3 separate regions of the Sus scrofa genome follow, and regions 1 and 2 are each linked to region 3. Evidence: chromatin contacts called from public promoter capture Hi-C data. All regions are on one chromosome and are shown on one strand. The core of a region is the stretch at or near the end of the contact, and the rest is flanking DNA. Distances in the headings are between cores, read along the strand shown. Region 1 holds the start of TOP2A (topoisomerase (DNA) II alpha). Region 2 holds the start of IGFBP4 (insulin like growth factor binding protein 4). Region 3 holds the start of EIF1 (eukaryotic translation initiation factor 1).

Evidence for each region. Promoter capture Hi-C pulls out the DNA fragments that hold promoters and counts their contacts.
Region 1: a promoter capture Hi-C map of fetal skeletal muscle shows a contact between it and region 3, with 5 times the contacts expected there. The contact joins the promoter of TOP2A here to the promoter of EIF1 in region 3. A contact is called at or near these places in 1 of 5 promoter capture datasets (fetal skeletal muscle) and 1 of 47 Hi-C or Micro-C datasets (embryonic fibroblasts).
Region 2: a promoter capture Hi-C map of liver shows a contact between it and region 3, with 8 times the contacts expected there. The contact joins the promoter of IGFBP4 here to the promoter of EIF1 in region 3. A contact is called at or near these places in 2 of 5 promoter capture datasets (fetal skeletal muscle and liver) and 1 of 47 Hi-C or Micro-C datasets (liver).

What each region holds. Positions count from the first base shown.
Region 1 is chr12:21,999,842-22,003,347 of Sscrofa11.1, reverse strand. TOP2A (topoisomerase (DNA) II alpha) reads right to left here and starts at 2,048. Exons shown (of 35, transcript NM_213884.1): 1 at 1,892-2,048; 2 at 819-974; 3 at 520-610; 4 at 152-215. The coding sequence starts at 1,912.
Region 2 is chr12:21,977,565-21,981,342 of Sscrofa11.1, reverse strand. IGFBP4 (insulin like growth factor binding protein 4) reads left to right here and starts at 1,300. Exons shown (of 4, transcript NM_001123129.1): 1 at 1,300-1,651. The coding sequence starts at 1,300.
Region 3 is chr12:20,975,468-20,978,803 of Sscrofa11.1, reverse strand. It overlaps EIF1 (eukaryotic translation initiation factor 1), which reads left to right and starts at 1,729. Exons shown (of 4, transcript XM_003482982.4): 1 at 1,729-1,922; 2 at 2,631-2,794; 3 at 2,935-3,036. The coding sequence starts at 1,892.

The DNA.
Region 1 (3,506 bases), core at 799-3,298, 1.0 Mb before region 3:
TGTTGCATCTAGATGTTAGGCATTCATTTTAGCATTCTACCTTTCTGCACTTGGGCAGACTTTCATCTAAAAAAAGGGCCAACTTTACTACAAATCAAAGTAAATACAACTAGCAGGAACAATGAGCTATAAAAATAAGCAAGAGACTTACGGGTCAATTGTGACTCTAATACAAGACATTTTGGGGTCTCTTTGCTTGTTGTCTGCAGCATTGACTAAAAAGAAATAAAACACACATTTGGTAAAAAAAATTAAAGTATTTTTAAAAACATTAAGATATAGAAAGAAAAAAATCTCGGATTGCGCAAGAGTAAGATTAATGAGGTGTTAAGTTAGCAATTTTCATTCATAGTACAGTTTCTAGGAAAGAAGTCAACTTCCTAGACTTTAGTAGACTGCCTCACCTTTGCCAACTATTGTTTGAAATGATAGGAGGCCTGGCTATGGAGGGTTTGCTGGGAATATCACTTCTTAGGAAAGATCTGACCAGTAAATATTTATATGAAGGAATTTACTCACCTAGAATCTCATCGAAGATTTTGTACAAACCAGGAACAAAAGTGACTTCCCTATAGTTAATGCCAATGTCTTCATCATAAACCCACATTTGCTAAAAATAAGGCAAAGAAATATGGTTATCTTTACCATATATTTATTCTATCATCCTGATTACTGTAAAGCCTTCTGGACTATGTACTACAATACGTATGATCTCTTAGGACAGTTCCAGTAACAAAGTATATGAAGTATAGGCAGTTAATCTGGACAAGGACATATCTCAACTACTTAGTAACTACATCTAATTCGCTTGGTTTTACCTGGGTCACTGATTCCACAGAGCCAATGTAGGTGTCTGGGCGGAGCAAAATGTGTTCCAACTGTGTTTTCTTTTGATAGATTCTTTCTATAGACAATCTTTTCTTAGCCTCTTCATTTTTCTTTGTTTTGTTGACTTGCATATTTTCATTTACAGGCTGGCAATTAAAAAAAAAAAGATTGAAGAAAAGCGATTTTGAATCACAGGTTTATCAGAAACTGTTCACAAAACACCTACCACAATGATCTGCTTACACACACCATGACAAATCACACGTTTTGAGGAGGTGTGGGTGGTGTTGACATCGTTTGTGTACAAACGTGGTGGTTTAAGTTATCTGCAGCCAGGTTCCTGGGTGTCAGCTTAAATGGGCATGTTCTCTAGCCCAGCGTAACTATCTGACACGGAAATGCGTTCACATCTTAGATGCCATCCATAGAACACACCCCCTTCTTTCATCTACTCTGCACCTATTGACTGAGGGTCTACTGGGTCCCAGGCACGTAAGAGATTCTCCTTCAGCAGCAGTTTGGGACGCTATGGAGTCCACCTTTTTTTTTTTTTTTTTTTTTGGTGCCGAAACCCGGGACCGAACCATGGAGTCCACCCTTTAGGCACATTAACGTCTTGAACACAGGAGGGGCATATTTTGAGCACTCGGGCTCCGGAGTGGGAACCCCGTGCCTTGTCCAGCGCCTCCCCAGGTCAGGGAGGTCCAATCCCATTTTCAGCCCGAGGGTAGATGAGGAAAGCATCTGTCCGCGCTGCATAAAGCCCCACGCGGCCCATTATCCCACCACCGACTCCAGGACCAATTGACTCGCGTTCTCTAGAAACAGTGAAAACACAACGCCACACCCGTTTAGCTGATGTTACTTCACTATTAGCACCACAAAGGGGTCTCAGCCTCTTCGCGATCGCGCCGAGCCCAGGGGACCCGGGCCCATGCGGAACGCCGGCGCCGAGCCCGCGGCGTCGGGACCGCAGCCGAGGCACCTCCCCCTCTCACAGGCAGCAGGATTGATGCCAGGCCGCGCTGAGGATCCGCGACGCGCCCCCTTCCACGAGCTGTACCTGAAGTGGCGACACCTCCATGGTGACGGTCGTGAAGGGGCTCGACAACTCTGCGAGCGACTAAACCGGCAGGACCCTCGAGATGGTCGGGAAGCTAGCCGCTTCTCCACAGACGATCGTCGGTTAGGAGAGAGCTGCCCCTCCGTTTGAACCTTCAGCCAGCCCGCCCAAACCAGAAGAGCCAATCCCTGACGCTCTCTGACGGCTTCCTTCCCGATAAACCAATCAGAGCTAGTCTTTTATATTTACCAATGAACGGCTGAGATGGCCGGGGGCCGGTTCGAATGAACCAATTAGGCAAGGGAGGCGGAACTAGAAGATCTTTTTCAAAAGGCACCACTTGGAGTCAAAGCGGAGAGACAGACAGGGAATTTGGCCAATAAGTAGGGCTGGTTTGTTCTCGGTGTGTAGCTCTTGAGGGGAAAGGGGTTTTCTGAGTTCCAGGGTGGGAGGAAAGAGGGGATATTTATACTTCTTTGAGATCCCTGGAATCTAAAGACCGCCCTCTATCCTGAGGCGTTTTTCTTTTTCCTTTTTTTAAACGAGAGAAACGGGAGTCCCAGCTCTGTTTCTTGAGGAAACTGAGCCTGGCGATTTGGTTCAGTTTAGCAAGTCGTCTCTGGCATCTGCCTCAAACCGTCTCCCCCACCCCACACCCGCCCCATTTATTTTTGCGGAAACAAATGTGGTACAGTTGTGGTTTGGGTTTTCGTATAATCGAAGGGCATAAGAGAGACCACACAAAAGAGAGCAGCGTTCAAGGCCCCTTGAGATCGGCGTGGGGCTGTGACTGGTCGAAGAGAATAGCATAGTCAGAGCTCAGGGGCTGAGGATGGTTTAGGGGCCTTTCTAGAACTGCAGCTGTTTCCTCAGGTGGCCGCCAGGATGCACTCCTACTTGTTAATTTGCTTTCCTCCGTGTTCCCCTGAGCCCTGCAGTCCAGATTTGACGAAATGCCAAAGACCAAAGCGTTTATTACTCTGACGTCTAAATGTTTGAGTGTGTTTCTTTTCTTTTTTTGCTTTTTAGTGCCGCACCCGCAGCATATGGAGCTTTCCAGGCTAGGGGGCGAATCGGAGTTGTAGCCACTGGCCTACACCATAGCCACAGCAACGCAGGATCCAAGCCATATCTGCGACCTACACCACAGCTCAGGGCAATGCTGGATCCTTAACCCACTGAGCCAGGCTAGGGATTGAACCCTCGTCCTCATGGATCCTAGTTGGGTTTGTTAACTGCTGAGCCACAAAGGGAACTCCTGAGTGTGTTTCTTCTGGACTCCTCAATCCACAATGTTAAAATGACAGAAAAAAAAAAGTCGTTGCCCTTATCAGATGCTAGAAAAAAAACTGTGCAATTTGAATGACTATAAATTCCATCTGAACCACCTCCTTCCAATCAATATTCCCTGAGTTTCAAGTCTTGACTTGGCCATTTGCCAGTCTTGTCTTGATGGAGGCAATTTCGCAGGTGCTTTCTTTTCCTCTGCTCAGAAAAGGGAATGAAAATAACAGTGTTACCTCAGAGTGGTGGGAGAGGATTATAAGACATAAAGTGTTTAGTAAGCTAGCAGTATCCAAATCAGGAAGCAGGGATTTTCCTTAGGTGGGCGGGA
Region 2 (3,778 bases), core at 51-2,550, 1.0 Mb before region 3:
CCAGGGTGGCAGAAATCTTTGTGGGGGAGGGCGGTTAAATCCTGGGGAGACATCTAGGAGGTGAATCCCTGCTCCAAACGCTGCTCAAGAACCCCTCCCAATCCCAGCAGGACTGGGGCCAAAGGTGGGGGATACAGGCGCCAATGACATCTCCCAGGGGGCCTAGCCAACCTTGACACGGGCAACACAGGGTGAATTAGTACCCCTTCCTCAAACGCTTGAGTGCCATCTGCTGGAAAACTGTCACAAGGGCTACACAAATCTACAAGGACTACAGAAGTGGTGCCCCCTGGAGTTGTGCAATGCACAACTTGCACTTGAGAGTGGCGATCTCCTTAGCCACTTTTCCTCTGGGAGGGGGTCTGGGCAGGAGAAGCAAACGTCCAGGAAGAAGGAAGCGTCTTGGCACTTCCCTCTCCGGGCGAGAGTCCTGTTGATGCCATCCTGGGTAAGGCCGAGCGGCCAGGGGCTCACGCGAGTCCTGGGGAGACGGCGGCGGGCAGGGGGAGGTTGGAAGGGGCAAGAAGGCAGAGAGCCTATTAAGCTCTTAGGGCCACCAGGCTTCTCTGGACCCCTCTTCCCCCTCCTCACCGGACCTGATCTCCAGTGGCTGAGACGGGAAGCACTGGAGTGGGGTGGAAGGGGCTCCGGCCGGGGAGAGCGAATCCCCCAGGCCGCTGGAGTCGGGGCTAGGAGGCTGCGCTCTCCGTAGGCGGAGGGCGGGCCGCCTGGGCGGGGCGGGGGAGACGCCTGCAAGGTCGCCGGCGGGGGCCACGGAGCAGCCCCTTCGTTTCCCCTCGCCCTTCGCTGCGCTCCCAGGCTCCGGCTCAGAAGCGCCCTGGGCGCCTGCCGAGCCTTCCAAACTGAGCCGCTGCCTCCCGCGGCAGCAAAGGACTTTCAGATGTTGTAGCGGCGGCAACGGCGGCGGCGACTTAGGACAGCGCCCCCTCCCCCTAACAGCCGCCTCTCCCCCCCGCCCCCTCCCCCACCTCTGGGAAGGCGCTGGGGGTGTGGCCAGGGGCTGGTATAAAGTCCGGGGGAGCTGGTCCCAGGCAGCCGCTCAGCCCCCTGCACCCCCCACCGCCCGCCGCCTGGGCCGGGCCGAGGATGCGGCGCAGCGCCCCCGCGGCCAGGCTCGCTCCCTTCCGGCCCGCTTGCTAACTTCCTCGGCTCCATCCTTGTCCGCCAGCCGGGCCAGCCCCGTGTCCCCGCGCCCTCCGGGTCGGGTCCCTCCAGGCGCGCCGGGCTCTGTCGCCGTGCGACCCCTGCTGCCAGCCGGCGTCCCGTCCTCGCCCGGTCATGCTGCCCCTGTGCCTCGTGGCCGCGCTGCTGCTGTTGGCCTCCGGGCCCCGGCCGAGCCTGGGCGACGAAGCCATCCACTGCCCGCCCTGCTCCGAAGAGAAGCTGGCGCGCTGCCGCCCCCCCGTGGGCTGCGAGGAGCTGGTGCGAGAGCCGGGCTGCGGCTGTTGCGCCACTTGCGCCCTGGGCAAAGGGATGCCCTGCGGGGTGTATACACCCCGCTGTGGCTCTGGCCTGCGGTGCTACCCGCCCCGGGGCGTGGAGAAGCCCCTGCACACGCTGATGCACGGGCAAGGCCTGTGCATGGAGCTGGCAGAGATCGAGGCCATCCAGGAAAGCCTGCAGCCCTCTGGTAAGCTGCCCCTGCCCTTGCACGCCCTCCCTGGGGTCCTCCCCTCTCAGAAGCCCCTTCCCCATTCGGGCTGGCCTGGACGGCTCTTGACAGTCCCCTATGAGTTGACCAGAAGGCAGGAACGTGGCAGGGCCCAACTGGCATGGGACAGGGTCAGCCAAGGAAACTGCTATCAAGTCCCAAGCAGCCTGTTGCCACCGTTAACGGGGACTCTGTCCCATCCCTCCATGTCAAGGGTGCCTCTTTGGGAAGAGGGATATCTCAATGGTAGTCCTGGCTGCTGGTGCCAAGAGTGGAGAATTAAATGACCAGGTCCAGCCCACAGCCTGCAAGCGAGCAGTCTAGAGCCAGATACCTGGAGGATGGGGACGGTGGCAGTGGGGGCTTTCTGTTCCTGATCCAGGGACCTCCACTCACCCTGAACACAGGTGAAACCCGGGGGGTGGGGGGGTGTCTAAGAATCCAGGCCTTGGACTTTTGACATTGAGGTGGGGTGGAGGGGGACATGCAAATTAGAGGGGCTTTGGTGGCGAGGGGACATCAGAATGGCCCTGCCCCCAAAGCCCCAGGCCAGCTCACCTAGCTCTTTGGGGAGTAGTGGGACACAGGGGTTTCTCCGCCAGACCTGGGCACCTCCTCCTGCCTTGGTGCCTTTCTCCTGGTGGGTGCCACCGAGGTGGCAGAAGAGAAGCCAGTCTTGGCTCCCAGCCTGGAGCTGCAGAAACCTAAGGGGACAGGGAGCTGGGCGCGGGGGGGTGGGGGGAAGAGATTTAGAAGGTCCTTTGCCCTAAACTCAGACTTTTCTCTTTTTCCCTTTCTCAGACTTTCAGTTTCCCCTTATAATTCTTTTCAGTCTCTTTCCTTCTTTCTCGAATTCTTTTGTTCTTTCCCGCTGGTCTCTCAACCTCTAGTTTCACTGGTAACGTTCTCGAATTCTCCTCTCCTCAGCATCTCCTGCGTGTTATCAGTATCGTTCCCTATCTTGGTCCTTTTCCGTTTGGGGCCCTAATCGGTCTCTTTCTGTTGCGTTTTCCCCTCCTGGCTCTGTCCCCGTTTCTCTTTCTTTGTTCCTGTCTTTGCTCTGTTCCTTTTGGAATCTCTCTGTCTGCCCTTCTCTACCTCTGCCTCTGTTTCTTGTTGCCTCGCTGACTCTGTCGTGCTTTCCCTGTGCCTCTGTCTGTGTCTGTCTGTTTTCCTGGTGCTTGAAGCCCCCATTGTTGCAGTCCGGATGCTGGGACTCCGGCCCCAAGCTTCCTGCCCCGGGTCCCCGACGGCTCCACTTCCTCAATCCTCTGCAGCTTGTGAGCCAGAGGAGAGCAGGATGCAGGGAAAACAGGAAGGAGGTGGACCCCAGGGGTCTGGGCCTTGGGCCTCTCTGCCCTTCCTGCCCCTGGGCAGTGAGAGATGGGTCAGCAGAAAACGTTCTAGGAGAAGTGCCAGCCTGGCACCCAGCACATCTGGGAAGCTGGTGCATTGGGGGGGGGGTTGTCCGGGAGTGTGTGTGGGGGGAGTCACTGATCCTGGGGCAGAGGTGCCAGGGCCAATGGGAGAGGGGGGTTTCTGATACCAGACCAGCCTGGAAGTGAGGGCTGACTGAGCCCTTGGGCTCCGGGTGCCACGGGTCCACTTTCCCTTTGTGTCTCCATCCTCCACCAGCCAACGGGCATCTGGCACCTGATCAGGATGGCCGGTGTGGGCTCCTCCTCTCTCACTAACTTGAACATGGGGCAGAAGAGCTCTCAGAGGGTCTCGGGAAACCTTTCTTCCCTGACTGGGTGGGAACACCCTATCCTGTGGTGGAAAAAAGCTCTGTCCCCCTAGGAGTTTTGAGGGGAGGGGGCATGGCATGGATGGTTTGTGATTGTCCTGTGGACATCGTGCACACTAGCCTCACAGGTGGCTTTAGGTCCCCTTTGGGTTATGGGGCCCCTTCTCTCTTTGCCTGGGCCCCCACCCTCGCAGTGCAGGCAGATATCAGAAGAGGGGAAGGGGGGTCTGGGGGACCTTGGAGAAACTAGATTCCCCAGGGCTGTGGCCATGCCCTCTTGTCTCCCAGTCACCCCAGAAGTACTGTCTGCTGTCTGCCATGGCCTGGGCCACACTGCACCGTGTCAAAGTCACCCCCTA
Region 3 (3,336 bases), core at 480-2,979:
GGAGGAATACTGTGTCCTCAGCTTCTCAGAATGAGATGGATGTGAGACCAGGATATGTTCCTGACTTGTAGCCATGGGTCCCCACATCCTGATATCAAGGAAGCCAAATTATTTTTTTTTTTTTTGTCTTTTTGTCTTTTGTTGTTGTTGTTGTTGCTATTTCTTGGGCCGCTCCCGCGGCATATGGAGGTTCCCAGGCTAGGGGTTGAATCGGAGCTGTAGCCACCGGCCTACGCCAGAGCCACAGCAACGCGGGATCCAAGCCGCGTCTGCAACCTACACCACAGCTCACGGCAACGCCGGATCGTTAACCCACTGAGCGAGGGCAGGGACCGAACCCGCAACCTCATGGTTCCTAGTCGGATTCGTTAACCACTGCGCCACGACGGGAACTCCAAGGAAGCCAAATTATTAATCCAAAGATTACATAGTAAATACAGAATCAAAAGAACTCTCAAGTATACCCAGCGTTTCCTCCCTTGGGATTGTCTCATCTTGTCCCAGAGTGGGCTTTTTCCCACCCTCTAAGCATCAGCTGGGATGTCACCTAGTCTGAGGGCTTCTGAAGCCTCTGTCACTCTCACGTCACCTTATTCTTTCTTGGCACCTATTATGATCTTGTCATTTTATTGTCTCTCTCTCCCTCTCACCAGATTCCAAAAGGACATAAACCGGCAGTCCTTCGGGCTGACACAGTTTTTTGTTTAGTTTCCCCAGTGTTTTTCCAAAAATTCAATTTACTGGCAATATTTTAAAAATTAAGAGATTTTACATACATCTGGATTTCCAGGTTCTCTTGAAAAAGAAGACCTAGCACAATGCACTGGAGGTTTGTGGCCGCTGCAGCCTCTGCCCCCACCCCCACCCCATTACATCACACTAGGGTGTCTGCACTCCTTTATCTTACCTGCCAGGCCTCTGGAGCCTAAAAACCATGTACCCTGCAACTAAGAGCATTTCAATTCATAAACTCAAAGTGCAAGAAAGGTTGATGTTTTAAAGGAAATAGTTCAACTAGTCTCTGGGAAGGCTCTACCCCACACAATTTGTATAAAAAAAAAAAAAAATGACCCCCTTCTGATGCATGAATTCTTGGCTCCACAAACAGCATTACTCTCCCTTGAACTCGTACTGATGACCTAGGTATTCTTTCCTTAAATTATCTAAAGTAATATAATTTTTAAAGTAGATTATCCATTTTTAGATTGGATTCATCTAAATGATGAGGTTAAAGTTTGGGTTAAACTATTGTACGTTGATTAAATAAAAGTGTCGCCCTCTCTGTAAAGGAGTGAATCTGCAAAGTAGGAAGTAAGTGGGTAGTTGGGTGAATATGAGATAGTGAGAATCTGTCGTGTTTAGTAGGATCAGCACGTAAAGTCCCTCTAAGGAGTGCGAAACACTCCAAGTAAAGGCATTTTCCTGCAACAGTGTCAAGAAAGTGGAACGCGGGGAACACTGCGCAGGCGCGCTCGAAATCGCTTGCCAGTTTTCTGCGCAGCCTCGACAACGTCCTCGAGAGTTGCGCAGGCGCCTAGACCGACCAACTTTTCCCTCCCCCTCCCAACTCTCCCACACAGTTTCTGCGCAAACGCGGTCCCGCGTCCCCGCCCCAGGACCAATCGGAAACGGTGGCGCCCGGGCGTAGAGGGCGCGGCGCCGTGGGTGGGGCCGAGACGTGAGGGCAGCGCGCTGGCGTCATAGGGGCGGCTATATAAGTGAATACAGGCACCGCCCCTCCGCCCCAGTCACTGAGCCGCCGCCGAGGACTCAGCAACCTCCCCCTTGAGCCCCCTCGCTTCCCGACGCTCCGTCCCCCCTGCCCGCCTTCTCCCGCCGCCGCCGCCGCCTTCCGCAGGCCGTTTCCACCGAGGAAAAGGAATCGTATCGTATGTCCGCTATCCAGAACCTCCACTCTTTCGGTAAGTCCTGGAAAGGTCCCAGGGGGAGGAAGGCCCGGGTAGGGCAGCGGGGCGCTCCGGGCCCGCAGGCAGGGCCCGAAAAGCGGCTAAGGGTTCCGGGCTTTTGTGAACTTAGGCGGAGGGAAGATGTCCGGGCTCGCGGACGACTAGGCCTGGGCGCCTGGGTTGGTTTCTGCGCGCGACCGGAAGGAGCGGGTGGGAGGTCAGCCCTTGGGCGGGCCCGCCGTCTCGGGTGGCGCATTTACTAATGGCTCCCGGGCCACCTCTGGCCACACCTGCCCCTCCCTCCACGTCTGCGTCACGTCCGTTACGTCACCGCCGTTGTCACTGAGCGGGGAGGGAGAGGCGGCGCCAGCCCTAAGTGACAAACGTGGGCTCCAATGGGGCGGGAAGTGTGGCCCCGCCTCGGAGCTCGGGTTCCGGCCGGTTGCATCAGCCGGGTGGGGCGCTGCCGGCCAGCCTAGGCTTCACTGACACGTGATCGGCTCCCAAGGGCGGGCCTGGGGCAAGAGGCCCAGGCTTTCTCGGGCTGGGAAAGGCAGCCGTCCCGGATTGACCTGTTCGGGAAGAGCCAACAAAGGACTTATCTGATCTGACTAAGCCGTGACGATTTCAGTATCAAGTTCTGCACCGGGCAAGACATCCCGTGGGAGGGTGGCAGTGGCCTCCCAGCACAACTCTCTTAACGAGCTTGACCTTTCTGCCCAGACCCCTTTGCTGATGCAAGTAAGGGTGATGATCTGCTTCCTGCTGGCACTGAGGATTATATCCATATAAGAATTCAACAGAGAAACGGCAGGAAGACCCTTACTACTGTCCAAGGGATCGCTGATGATTACGATAAAAAGAAACTAGTGAAGGCGTTTAAGAAGGTAGGCTTTTAAAAGAGAAGTTGCGAAAATGGTATTTAATATGCCTACGGGGGGTGCTGTATTGTTACTTCCTGGAAAGGGTATTCGTGCCTTCAAGCTGTTGCTTGGCCTAATGTGTTTTGGCTGTGTTGTCCTTGCAGAAATTTGCCTGCAATGGCACTGTAATTGAGCATCCAGAATATGGAGAAGTAATTCAGCTACAGGGTGACCAGCGCAAGAACATATGCCAGTTCCTTGTAGAGGTGAGTTCAGTCACTTCCTGTTAGTACGTTTTGTGCCTCTGCCCTGGCTAACTAATCTCAGGTCCTGCCTGGTAACTTTCTGCTGGGGATGTAGAAATTTGTTTCGTAAGGCTAAGCCAAACAGCAGTTGAGTTTTGAAATTCAGAGACGGTGTGTTTAGGAAAACACATCTGTCTGCCTTCGGTTTACTGTTTGCATGGAGCTACTTGGAGGGTGCAATTTAAAATTACAGCTACTAAAGCAGGCTGTCTAGTTGACTGCTCATAAGTACTCAAGTCCTATTAAATCATTGGTTACCTG